Linked DNA regions of Anas platyrhynchos: region 1 is linked to region 2. A link is a contact called in public Hi-C data. All regions are on one chromosome and are shown on one strand. Each heading gives the region's core, a stretch centred on a gene start, on an enhancer-like site or on the middle of the called end of the contact. The rest is flanking DNA. Distances are from core to core; before and after follow the strand shown. Region 1 overlaps LOC101801770. Region 2 overlaps PIKFYVE (phosphoinositide kinase, FYVE-type zinc finger containing).

What was found. A called contact is a pair of places that touch in the nucleus more often than the background predicts.
Region 1: a contact with region 2 is called in a Hi-C map of subcutaneous adipose tissue, with 2.6 times the contacts expected there. The contact joins two enhancer-like sites. A contact is called at or near these places in 7 of 8 Hi-C or Micro-C datasets (F1 follicle, F5 follicle, liver and 3 more).

Annotation. Positions count from the first base shown.
Region 1 is chr7:25,953,218-25,959,490 of IASCAAS_PekinDuck_T2T, reverse strand. It overlaps LOC101801770, which reads left to right. Exons shown (of 10, transcript XM_072041052.1): 2 at 3,188-3,331; 3 at 4,358-4,533; 4 at 4,794-4,856; 5 at 5,598-5,692; 6 at 6,243-6,273. The coding sequence starts at 3,190. Among named protein-coding and RNA genes, the nearest start is that of NBEAL1, 22 kb to the left of the region's middle. Within about 2 kb of position 4,285, at least 6 of the 8 cell types and tissues checked have an H3K27ac peak or open chromatin away from gene starts, as enhancers often do.
Region 2 is chr7:25,865,086-25,871,912 of IASCAAS_PekinDuck_T2T, reverse strand. It overlaps PIKFYVE (phosphoinositide kinase, FYVE-type zinc finger containing), which reads left to right. Exons shown (of 42, transcript XM_027461473.3): 42 at 215-3,887. The coding sequence ends at 330. Among named protein-coding and RNA genes, the nearest start is that of PDE1A, 24 kb to the right of the region's middle. Within about 2 kb of position 2,577, at least 1 of the 8 cell types and tissues checked has an H3K27ac peak or open chromatin away from gene starts, as enhancers often do.

The DNA of each region.
Region 1 (6,273 bases), core at 3,036-5,535, 86 kb before region 2:
CAATGAGATCTAGGAGAGAGAAAAAGAAGTGCATCCTGCCAAGTGCTTCTATCAGTGAAAAAACTTGAATTAGAGATAAAGAGTATGGGACACTTGGAGACTAACTTCAAAAATCTGGCCAAAATCAATTTCCAGGCAGGATTGCAATAGAAACTGGGAGAAAACCTAATCAAGGAAGAGAAGACAATGTTCACAGTGCTGAAAGAGAGGGTAAGGAGTTTGGTAATGGCAAATAGGCAGGGTAGGCCCATTTAATAGGGACATCTATCTTGAGTGTCAGCTAGCAGGTTGCTTGCATCCCCATCACAGAGATGTATGTTCTTTTGCATAATGCAATGTATTAACCTGCTGCCAATTCTGAGTTGTGTAGCACACAGCTTGCCTTCCTTCCTGTGTATTATCAGATCTATGGGGTACAAAGGTAGGTAGTTAGCTGTATATCACTGAATGGACTGGGAATAGGATAGATTGGAAGAGATGAGTTAACAGCTGGCCTGACAGGACGTAGCAAAAAGAGCAGTGCACACTTGACCCACTAATTAATTGTAAACTCAAAGTGCATGCTTTACTTCTGTTCCATAATACACAAACTAATGATGTGCCTCAAAAGCTCACTGTTACTAAATATTATTCCCATATTCTCTTTTACATGCACACAAGAAATTAGGCACTACCTATATCAGCTCTTGTAATAGGCTTCAGGATCTGGGTTTGGAGCTTCTCTGACTTCAGATAAATAAGAGATGCATTTCCCTCTTGATGTGGCTGTTCCTTTCTTGCCTCTGTCACTGAGTGCGTGTGCAAGGGAAATTGAGCTATGGCTTCATGCAGGACTGTAGTTTTCTCCTGTTTCTTAGAAACAATACTGCTGAGCTGAGAGAAATTAAAATGGGAAAAAAATAAAAACCACCCACAGAAAAGAGGTTAAAACTGCACCCTGAGGTTGAGCTATCAGCCTGAGGTTGAACTATCAGCCTCAAGTTAAATGATCCTTTTATGCTCTTAGGAATTGAGTTTCACTGTTGAGTGGCTAGTTGGAAACATAGATGACTTGCTGACAAGAGAGGCTGAGACCATTCACTGCTTTTTCTGATGGATCTAACTGCTTGTAAAAGAAGCTATTAGTAGAGGCAGGGTTATGGAACAGTGAAAAACTAAAACAGCATCAATGGTATATGGCATGGATCCTGCTAGTTGCTCTTTCATCAATATTATGTTTTTGCTTACAGTATTAGGAAGAATTCTAACAGCCAGGAAATCCCAACATAACGTACTCTGTTCTGCCGTTGTCCTTCCAAAGGATGCAGGGCATGTCTTGCACAGGGTAATATATTAGCATCAGCTAATACATTAACAAATACCACATAAAATAGTAGTAGGAGTAGGATCTAGGACTCCTGCAAAGAGCTGCCATTCCCATTTCGCACTTCCAGCCAGACATGGTAGCAGGCAGAAAGCATTTTTACCAGTCTTATTTGTATAGCAAATCACCTCTGCACCTCTGTAAGCTGCTGTTCTTCAGACTATTTTGGATGCTTTGCTTTATGACATTCCCCTTAAAATGTTTAACATGTTCATATGCAGTGCCAACTTGTTGAAGATAAACTTAAAGGTGCTTGGAAAGTTATGCACAAATTTGGACTAAAATGTAAATTACTGTGAAAGAAAAAATCCTTATAGAACAGTTCAGTTTTGATACTGAGCTGAAAGGACAAATGGTCTCTTCCTTGATAGAACAAGAATCAGATTTGAAGTGCTTTATTCGCAGATAGGTCAAACTATGTTTAGTTAGCTAGAAGGAAGTCTGGAAACTTTGTGTTACTTAACCAGCTTCATCTGTAAGAAAATACAGACTTGTATCTCAAAGTGATGGCAAGATGATCCAGGCCTGGAGGATGTGTCAGAAGAAGATTAGGTGAGGAAGTCATGCTGTGTACGTCCTTGGATGTGTAACCGTCTAAGTTCAATACGCATGCTGAAACAGTGTGATAAGAAAGAACAGAGCCTGAGCATGCACAGGAACTGGGTTCAACCAGTGAACACAGTGAGGAAGACTACCGATGACCACCAGAGACCCCCAAAAGACCACTGGTGGATACAAATGCATGTGTCAGAGGTATTTACATTGTTTAATGAGCTACGGGAAATAGTATGAATATGTTAACTATTTCACAAAAATCTGATGAATATTTGATTGTATATAACCCCCATAGTTTGGGCAACTCGGTACACACGCTATGTGAAGGATCCGATCTCCTGCACATCCAGCACCACAGTTAAAAAATGCCTGCTTTCTACAACTCCAAACTGAGTCTCAGAGAGCTTCTCTGACTGACGTTTATGGTAACAGTTGGAAGGGACCTTTGGAGATCATCTAGTCCAACTGCCTGACCTCTCCAGGGCAAAACGAAAGTTAAAGCATATTGATGAGGGCAGTGGCCAAATGTCTCTTAAACACTGTCAGATGTGGGCTTATCAACATTTTAAAGGGCTGTAAAATGTCTTTATATTTTTAATTTTCTTCAGGAGGATGTTACAAGCTAGGGCCCTGGTGCCGACTTCTGCAGCTGCCCAAGCCCTAACTTTGGGGTTTGTGCTTTCGACAAATCTTCCGGCTTCTCTGAAGCGTTTTTAGAAGCGTTTCAGCCCTGTGTGCCTGGGCCCGGCAGGAGCAGCGCCTGAGGCGCGCTGCCCGCAGCCAGCGGCGGCGCTGAGGTGGCCGGCGGGTCCCCTGGCTGCCCCTAACATGGCGGCGCGGCCTGCCGGGGCTTAGCCCCGCAGCACGGGCACCGCGGGTTCTCTCTGCACGCCGCAGCCCCGCTCGCCGCCAGAACCTCGCCCTACGCGGACCGAGGCCGGGCCCCCGCAGCCGGCGGAGCCACAGCCGTTGGGCGCCCCGTCCCCGTGCCGGTGGGCGGAGGAGGCGGCCGCCATTTGGCGGGGCGGGGCGAGGGGCGGGCTGCCGCCGCCCTGTTTGCGTTCAAAAATCTGCGGGCTGCTCGGGGCCCTCCTTCCCAGCTCCCCAGGCGGAGGGCTCGGGGGGCTCTCACGGCTGCCGTGCCTGTGGCCGCGTCTTCCCTGCGGGACAGGAGGGGCCGGGGAGGCGGCTCTTGCCGGGAGGAGCGGAGGGCTTTGCTGGGGAGCGCTCGCTGCGGGTGCTGAGCCTGCTGCGTGTGGCTCCCTCCAGCCATGGCATCGCAGGAGGTGTCCGAGGCGCTCTCCTTCAGTCTGAGCGGCGTGAGGGAGCGGATGCGGGAGAGGAGAAACGGCGTCTTGAGAACCGCGAAGCTGAACGCATCGATCGCGTCGAAAATCAAAACGAAAATCCTGAGTGAGTACATCTCGCCATGCAGCACGCGTGGAGGCGCAGGGCAGGTCAAACCTGCGCCTCTGGCCTGGCCTGGGGTGGGGTGGGGTGGGGTGGGGTGGGGTGGGGTGGGGTGGGGTGGGGTGGGGTGGGGTGGGGAGGCAGCCTCTTACCCGGAGCTGAGAGCTAACAACGGCTTCTCGGCCTCCGGCTGCCTGGGGAATTCAGTACCCGGGAGCGCAGAGTGCCCTGAGGTGCCTGAGGTGAATGTGACAAGTGTAACAAGCTGTGGAGGGACCATGCTGCTTTCAAACAGCAGCTGGGGCTGTTGCAGGCCGCTCTAGTAGCGTTTCCGATGGCATTAGGTAACTCTGTTTGTGCAGCTGAGTCCTCAGGATCCATGCTGGGGGTCCAAACACCAGAATTGAGTGTAAAAAGTATTTTAATATTTATGTAACCTATTGCAGAAGCTAGCTCAACTGTAATTTCTGTTTTTTTTTTTTTTTTTTTTTTTTTTTTTTTTTTGAGGGGGGATACTGATGAAGTAATGCATAGGGTTATATGAATTACCTTGAAAAAGTTAGATGTTATTGTTACTTCTATTTATTTATTTTTAAATTGGGAAATAAGGTTTTAAATCTGCTCAAATGATGCTGTAGAGGAAGGCAGGTTTTTCTCCTTTTTGGATGGAGATGAGAAAAGAGCTATAGCTGACTTCCTCAACCAGAAAGATATCTGTCTGTACTCAGCTCCTGAACCATACCATCATTTATTAAGAACTGAGGTAGTAGCTTGCTGACTGATCATGACCCTCTGGGACTGCAGAAGGTGTCAGTGTCTGAAGTGTGGAAGGTTATTATGGAAAGCTTCTCTGCTGCTGTCTGGAGAATTCAGTAGTTACCTCTGTATAGGAAGGAACTATACCGCTGACTGTGTGGAGGACTACTGAGTTGTAGAGATCTGAGCCTGAGGGGAAGCTCATCTGGGAAGAGGAAGGCATGGATGTGACCTTGAATGTTGATTCTTTGTGTACTTATCTATTGCTTACAGATAACTCCTCCACTATTAAAGTTTCCCTAAAGCACAACAATAAAGCACTGGCACTGGCCCTCAATGCGGAGAAAGCCAATGCACAGCGGCTCATCCAGGAGAAGATCAGCTTGCAGAAGGAGGTGGAGCACTGCCACTTCCAGAATGCCGTGCTGCGGCACAAGCTCTGCTTACTGGTATGGCACTGACAGAGGGGCCCTCACTGAGAGGGATGGTGGGCAGCACTAGTACCTCAGTCTTGGGAGAGGTGTGTGAGCTGTCACTGACTGTATCTTCTGCATCTGAAACAAGTCCCCATATTAGTATTTATTCTTTCTTCTAAGCTGTGTTTTTCCCAGAAGGGCTGAACTTTTTTTTCTGGCTACCTTTGTCATTGTTGGAACATACATTTAGATTTAACGCACTTACTGCTTCTCTCTTTATTACCTCAATGTAGAGTAACACCATGAAAGAACTTGAAAACCTTGTGGCTGCAGTTAAGATGGCTCGTCTGTCTGAGGTAAACCATAGGAGATGTGAGTGCATTGGTTGTACTAGAAATGAGGCTGTGTTTCTCTTGCGTTGTGTCCCTTCAAGTGTTTGATGTTTCTTCTGTTTTTCTTGGCTTGCTTGCTGGCTGCATTCTCATTTTAAGGTTGGTGCTAATGATTTTTAGGGTTGGATCTTGGGTAACTTCCACAGCAGAGGCTACAGTTATAAGCTGTCTTCCTCTGGGTCATTGGCTGTATTGACCGGGCGACTTCTGCTTAGGCCAGGTTGTGATTTTTGCATGCTGGTGCTGTCTGTTGCTATGGTGACTTGGAATAGGGAACAAGACATTTCACCTATGTTATGTCATTTGGGGTGTTGGGGAAAACCTTCTTCCTAGTCTCAGATTATCTGAACTACCTAAAGTATATTCTTAAGTCTGTGGAGGCAGAATCTGACTCTGCTGCAATTCATTGAGCATAACTTGTAGTAAATGACTTCTGTAAACCAGCAAATAGCTGTATGAGCCAAGGCCTGTGCCTGAAAATACCCTCCTGGAAGTTGGACAAGCAGCCTTCTGCAAAGGACTCCGTTCTTTTGAAACATTGGAGCGGGAGGATGGGACCTCTGGTTGTGCAGTTTTAAACTGAAGAGGGTAATTGGTATATTTGACAGTTTTCTGGGTGAAACTGAGTTGCTGCTGTCTCTGTGCAAGGGCTGCACAGGTGATTGCAAGAGCTCTAAACCAACCTTCTATTTCTCTGTTCTACAGTTCCGTACAAGTCCTTCGTCCCTGTCCCATGGCCGGAAGAGCAGCATAACTGAAGATAGTTGGTTTGACAGTAGTGCAGATGGTCATTTTGTGAGGTGGGCCTTAAAATGTCCGATTCTGGAATTCCTTGTGTTTTGTGTGTGCCCAGTTGTCTCTTTCCCATAAGATACCTTCTTTAGAACACCAGTTTGGTATTTTCCTTTACCCTGTGTCTTTCTGCTGCCATTTCTTGTCTTACTTCCCATAGTGCCAAGTCTTTGTATGAATTTACCCTTCTCCCTCCTGTGTTTGAAAACACATGTGGTGGTTTTAACCAACTGGGCAGTTGAGCTCTACCACAATGCTCTCACTCCCCCTCGTCAAAGGGAAAGGGGGAGAAAATAATGATGAAAAGGGCTCAAGGGTTGAGATAAGGATGGGGAGATCACTTGACAATGTATTGTCATGGGCAAAACAGGCTCAGCATAGGGAGACTAATAAAATTTATTGCCTATTACTAAAAAGCTAGAGAAGTGAGAAACAAAGAAAACAAACTAAGAACTCTTTCTTCCATCCACCATCTTCCACCTCCTCTGCCCCAAGCGGCACAGGGGAATGGGGTCTGTGGTCAGTCCATAGCACTTTGCTTCTGCTGCTCCTTCACAGTCCCTCCCACAGGATGCTGTCCTGCCTGAAT
Region 2 (6,827 bases), core at 1,328-3,827:
TGGTGCATCTGAGTTCACTGTTAGGAATCCAGACGTTGATCTCTTGTCTCCCAAATGTTTCAAAACTAAATAAAATCTAACAGTACTTGTTGGTTCCATGTACAGTATGCCTTCATTGTTGTACCATCTGATGCTATAATTTCACGTGAAACCTGTCTGTACTGTAGTGTATTCTTTAGCCTATTTCTAACTGCTTTTGCCTCTTGCACATTAGGTAAGATGCCAACTGTGGTCTCTCCAGAACTGTACCGGACCAGGTTTTGTGAAGCTATGGACAAGTATTTCCTGATGGTGCCAGACCATTGGACAGGGCTGGGCCTGAATTGCTAAACTAAAGCCCATATTGGGAAAGCACAAGAGGACAATGATGTTACAGGCCATTCTTCCTGTGGCCCGCCCAGCCGTAAGCAAGAGGATTGCAGTTCCGTGTCTACACTGACCACGTGCATCATGTTGTAGAGTGTGAAATTTGCTTGTTGCACTTTAATCCTCTCTTGGAGGCTGATGGGTGAGCCAGCCTCGTTAAGGATCTAAGCTGTAAGGTACCACTGAAGGGCACTGATTGAGACATTCCCTCCGTCAGTATGGAAGGTGGTGCTATCTCCATGTATGAGCACTGAAACCTACTATCCAGTTCTGGTGGTGTAGAAGTACATGATCTCTGTAAGTCTTGCATTCCTTAAGGGGTGTTGAATATGAACAGCTCACATTTCTGTAGTGGATGTGTGGTACTACAAATGTGAAATATCCTCCCACCCCATGAGGGTGAGTGAGAGAAGAATGAAGTTAATTCCTAAGTTCTGCTTTTTTCTTCAGTGATCTGTAGTTGACCTGTTTAGGATCCAAGAATAACTTGTCCTGCTTACACTTTGTAGCCTCCATTTTTACTAGGTTTTGTAAACAGTACTTGAGGATGGGGAAGTATGCGTGTGTGGATTTGTTTTGGTTTGTTTTTAAGGCAGCTCCTTAAATGCCATAACTCTCCAAATCACTACATCTTTTAATAGTGCAGTACAGCTCTGTCTCTGTAACTTCATTTTAGCTGAATCCCATGAAAATGGTTTGTCAGTGATCAGCATGCTGCAAACCCCAAACATATCCCTTCAATCCAAAACAGGAATTTGATCAAAAATATTGCCCAGCTTCCTGGAAATGGGTAACTAAAACATACCCTTTTATGTAAACAAAGCTCAATTAATTATAGTGATGAAGCTGGTTACCTCTTCCCTTAATAGAAGTCACCAATTTGCCAGATAAAATGCATACAGCCTTAGATTGACAACTTTCTCCTTAATGAAACCATTATGCCTGGCAGATCACTTAAAATCCATTTCAGTCCCTAAAGCCTTTGAAACAATGTATTTACCTCATGGTGAAATTTCGCCAGGAGAATGCTGTTCTTGTTTGTGACATGCTGATGAGAATAAGCATCTAGATCTCATCACACCGTGCTATTCCAATGGAAAAAAACCTTTCTTCAGCAGTATTAGATTTTTTTTTTTTGCACCACTAAGATGAATGTATTCTTCTGAAAAAAACTGAACTAACAAGTATCTTGTATGATGGATAAGATGTGCAGAGATCTGAAAATCTCTACGTTATGAAAATAAGCACCTCTTTCCATTTTTATTATTTTTACCTGTTTTGTAGGTGACAAGTTTACTTTTTAGATTCAGTATAATATAGGCCAGTAAATAAGAGTTATGTTTTTGTTGTTGTTTTGTTCTTTTTTAAAATGCAAGTTTGAGAAGCAAGAATACTGTCCTTGGACTTCCAGTCTCCAAGAGGACTTCAGACATGGAGTCTGGGACAGTATAGCTCTTTATGACCACTTACTCATTCTGATCAGTTGCCTGGTAATTTCATCTTCACCGTAGCTGTGGGTTGAAAGGTGCATTTTTTTCACTCCTCCTCCTGTGTTCAGTATTTTCTTCTGCAGCAGATGGTGGTGGCTCTGGTCAGGAGTGACACCTGGGCAGCATTGGGCAAGGAGAGGACAGTGAAAACTGAATTGTTGGCTCTGAGAACAACCAGTGCAGTTCAAGTCTGAGCTGCCAGGAGACAACAGCCATTTTTGTTGGAAGAAGTCTTCCCTACTCCCCACCATCATTTCCAATGATGAGCAAAAGTACTGGCCTTGAAGCAGCAGAAACAGAAGTATTTGTGCTTCCTCTGTGCAATGTAATCTCTGTTTCTGGGGGTGCGGTTTGGAAGGCCTCAGTGATGTGTGCTGTGGAAAGATGACACAGTTCTGCTTGACTCCCTCTGGCATGGAATCCTTCCAGTTCAGCACAGGGCATCGGGTGAAGCTGATTACCTCTGAGACAGGTCATCTCCTGTACGGAAATGTGCTCCCAGGTTGGTTATTTGTATAATGAGGAACCAACCTGTCCATCAGCTCAGTGCTGCTTATTTCTGTGGCTCCTGCCTTCTGTCTTGGTCCATTGATGTGCAAGAAAGAGCATGACATGTTGCCCGAGTCTGTTCTGTTCTCCATTATAGTTCACGTGTCAACTTTCTCCTTCCTATCCTGAAGTTTATAGGGAAAATACTTGACTTGCCCAAAATCTGAGGTGACCCAACAGTGGGTGATTATCTTTCACTTTAGTTAGTATGTGCAGTGGATGATGGACTGTGAATATGGGCAGTGTTATGGCATCTGCACTAGTTTGATGCAGAGCTGGGCTGTGCTAGCCAGGTCTTGTCACCAGTAACCCTTGCTCCGGAGTGGTATGTGGCTGTTCTGCTTGTCTTCCAGAGCCCCAAGCAGCTGGCTGTAAACGAACTTGGTCATCTGACTGTAGTTAATGTTTCCCTGTGTGTAATAGCGTGAGGCCTTTGGCACTGGACAAAATGGGAGAACCCTCCCCTTTGGCCAGCTGTTCTGCAGCCTGTGAATGCAGAGCCCAGTTGTTTGAATTGCAGTCTTGGGCTGAAATCATAGCATTTGGAGAGGTCTTGGGCTGGAATCAACAGCTACCTTTTGGTCAGGATGTGGCTGATAGACTAGTACTGACCAGCCTGGAGTAGGTAGCAAGCTACTAGTCATGGGTGAAACAGCAGCATTAACTGGAATTGGGACATCTTTGGGTGCCATGTAACCTAAAACTGGAAGCATTGCTAGTTCAAGTCCCAGAAATTGAACAGATGGCCCAGATGTTTCCTTTTCAGATTAAGAGTTGTCCTAGCATTTCACTTGCTACAAAGCTGATGTTCTTGAAAGGAGAACAGTAGTTCACGCAGAAGAGATCCTTCTTGTGGGGCTGGTAGGCCTGTGTCCCTGCAGCACGCCTAAGGATGTCTTAATGGAGTGGCTTGGGTATTAAATAAGCCCTTTGATTAGAGCATTTTATTTCCTTGTAATGCAGGTGTAGTGTGTGTATGCATAAACAAAATCCAGTTGTAAATGCACTGTAAGACTATGTTTTTTTTCCAGAGTTGCACTGGCTCATCTGTTGTCTTGAACTGAGGCCTTGTGACAAATATCTAAATCTCGTCCCATTCAGAAGCAATGACTTGTTTCAAGTCGTGTAGACAGCAGGTTGCCTTGCAGTAGCCCAGGGCTGCGCTCTGTTCCCCAAAAGCACACATGAGGGACTCTTGCTAGTTAAGGAGCTCCACTGGGCTCAGGTGGAGTTACCTGTGGAGTGGGCTGTCCTCTGTGAGAATGACCAAAACCAAATTAATCACTCACTAGCAGGAGGCCAGACTAACCATTATTCAAAGCACTTCATGTATCATAATGTATGTATTTCTAATCTACCTTGGTTCAACTGTATTTTATAAGATTGATGTACTAAACTATTTGAGAGTAACTGCTTTGAGTACTTGGAGAATCAAAGTGTAATGTATATAGATAAAAATGCAAATAAAGTGACTAAAATATACTTGGGTCCGTTCCATGTGGTGAAGTTCTGTCTCTTGTAGAATCCCACTGTCCTGATCAGAGGCCAAGCCCAGTGCCTGCTCTGCTGGAGGTTGCCTGCTTTGCGTGCAGTGTAAGCATGTTTGTCATCTCTCTGCCTTGCAGCTTGGATCTTCTGATGGAGCAGGACCTCTGAGCAGCTTTCCAGGTCAGTGTTTATAGAATATGCAAATAACCTGTCGTGCTCTTCTCCCACCTTCTCCCCAGCTGCTTTATAACATAGTGCTGTGTGAGACAGGGAGCCAGTTTTGTCCACCAGGTGGTGATGTTTCTGTGGACCAATTCTTCCAAGAGGTGGAGCATTCTTAGAAAACTTCTCCAGGTATTTCTGTAGTTTTCTCTTAAATGGGTAAGATTTAATGATGATAATGATCATCCAAGGAGGTTTGAAAGCTAATGGCTTGTCTGGGTTGCTTCATGTTTCTAGTATATAATAACTTCCTCTCTTACAGCTAAAAATGATGTGTGATTAGATCTGGGAAGGGGCCTTGTTGGTTCTTAGACTGTTAACCTCAACCTGAAATGTAAGGACTTCGCTTCCATTATATGACATCCTCACTTTTGCCAGGTGTGTTTGGTTTCTGTTGTCTACTGCTGTACAGAACTGCATCAGAAGCTGTCACAGCACAGGTGTGTGAGCAAGGAAAAAGGTGGGATGCTCAACTTAGGGTGGTGCTGCCTTTATAAGGTTGAGCAGCAGAACTTGAGGGGCTTCTCTTGGTTTGTTCACAATGAATTCCAGAATGATAGAGATCTGATGCAAAAGGAACTAAGTCCAGCTCCCTAACAAGTATAGGACCAAACAGCATCAGTACTTCCAGGTATGACTGTTGATACTCAGTAAAAGATAAACTTGTGCTTGTGTGAGTCAGCACAGGCAGGCAACAGGAACAACCAGACTCAGCTAAAATACAGAGTAGATTTATTCTCGTTACCTTTTCAATTGGGGGATCCCTGAAGCAGCACCTGAGCAGAGGTATGTGAGCACAGGCACACAAGTGAGAATGCAGGAACCACTAAACAAGGTCCATCCTAGGAGATTGCTGGCCTCCTGGTTTCACCTGTTTTTACAAAACCTGTTCATTGTGCAGGCACAGTTTTTACCACCATGCTGTGATTCTCACTGCTTTTTTTTTTTTTTTCCTGTACCAAAGCCCAGAGCTCAAGCACAAACAACAGCAGACATAACTCGTTTTTTTCTGCATTGCTGCTCCCCAGACTTCATGCATTCCCAGCTTCAAGGTCACTTGAGCATATTTACAACCCTCTATGCTAGTTTCCTGTTCTGATCCCATCCTCCTCGCACACTTCTAGCCCATTCATCGCAACAGCACTCTAGGCAAAACTTCTTTTGGATTACACTGAAGTCAGGGAGAGGGGCAGTAGGCTGAGCAGGGTGAAAATTACTGGTCTGAAAGTACTTCTTTAAATTGTATTTTTTTAACAGGCTGATTGCTTTCTAGAGGTAGAGAACTGGTCTGTGGAGTGTGGGAGGTGGCCAAGGGTTGCCATGTGCTGGTCACAGCTGGCTCCAATGAACCTCCTTCAGGGCACAGCTGAGCCCATCAGCAAAGCTGGTGGTGTCTGTGTGAAAAAGCACTTAAGGAAGACAGCAAAGGGAAAAAGAGAGTGAGGAACAGCCCTGTGAATGCCAAAGCCAGAGTGACCGTGGGGAAGCCCACACAAAAACGTGTTCTCCTAATAGGAACTGTGACCTGTGAAAAAGCCCAAACAGGAGCAAGCTTCTTCTGAATGACTGAAGCCCTTGGAGAGGGCCCACACTGAAGCAGGTGAAAAGCGTGAGGGGGTGGGAGCAGCAGAGGGAAGTTGAGGTGCCCTGACCATGGCCCCCTTCCCCTGCACTGCTTGCTGGGGGGGTTGTGTGTGTGGAGGAGTCGGGAGTGGGTGAGGCTGAGCTGGGAAAAGGTGGGGCGGGAGGTGGTTTGCAGTGTTTTAATTTAATTTAGCTAAATCTGATTTAAATATTGTCATTAATCTCTAAGGAGTGAGGTAACACCTAAATGGACAAGAAGATAGGGAAATGATGACACTGAGCTGATTTGCTGTGGTAGTTTGCTCCCTGCCATAGGCTGTACCCCTGGGAGGTGCAGAAGATTGCCCTTCTTCTAAGGGGAGCTCTCAGTGCTGCCATGAGGCAGTCTGCTCCCCTCTCATCAGGGCAAACTGCTGGTGGCTGTGGTAGGCAGGAGGAAAGGCTCTTGTTAGGCCACCCAGAAATACCAAACGCTGCAGAGCTGAAAGGCTTCCTGGGTGGAAAGAACTTGAGGTGACTTCAAGATGTTGAAATTTAGAAAGTATTTGTAGGAGGGGCTGCCTGCTAGCCTTCACCTGAGTAAAACAGTACTGCCTAAATTGCAACAGAAAACTAGACCCAGGGAGCAGATGTGTGTGACAAAACACACAGTGAGATCTTTCTGGATGATAAATAAATGCATTTTGTGCACCTGGCTGTCCATTTGAAGGCATACTAGAGACTGAATAGTCTGCCTATTACATCTGTGAGTGTTTTCCACTGACTTCTCTGGTCTTTGTGTGAGAACCTGTAGGCTGAGTTTTCTCTGGCTGATTACAGCATGTTTTATAAATGTTTTCATTACAAGTTTGGCTGTGTCCAGCTCTGAGTTGACACTGCATGAGAAACACTTCCTGGAGGAGAAGCAGCAGATGGTGTTGATTTTTGAACAGGCTGCTTGCTTCCAATTTAGAAAAGAACAGTTTGGCTGGAAGGGACCTTCAAGGATCATCTAGGTCAGCTGCCTGACCACTTCAAGGCTAAACAAAAGCTGAGGGGGCTTTCTGACTGACTCTTGAATACTGCCAGGCATAGGGCACGAACTACCTCTCTAGGAAGCATATTCCAGTATTTGACCACCTGCACAGT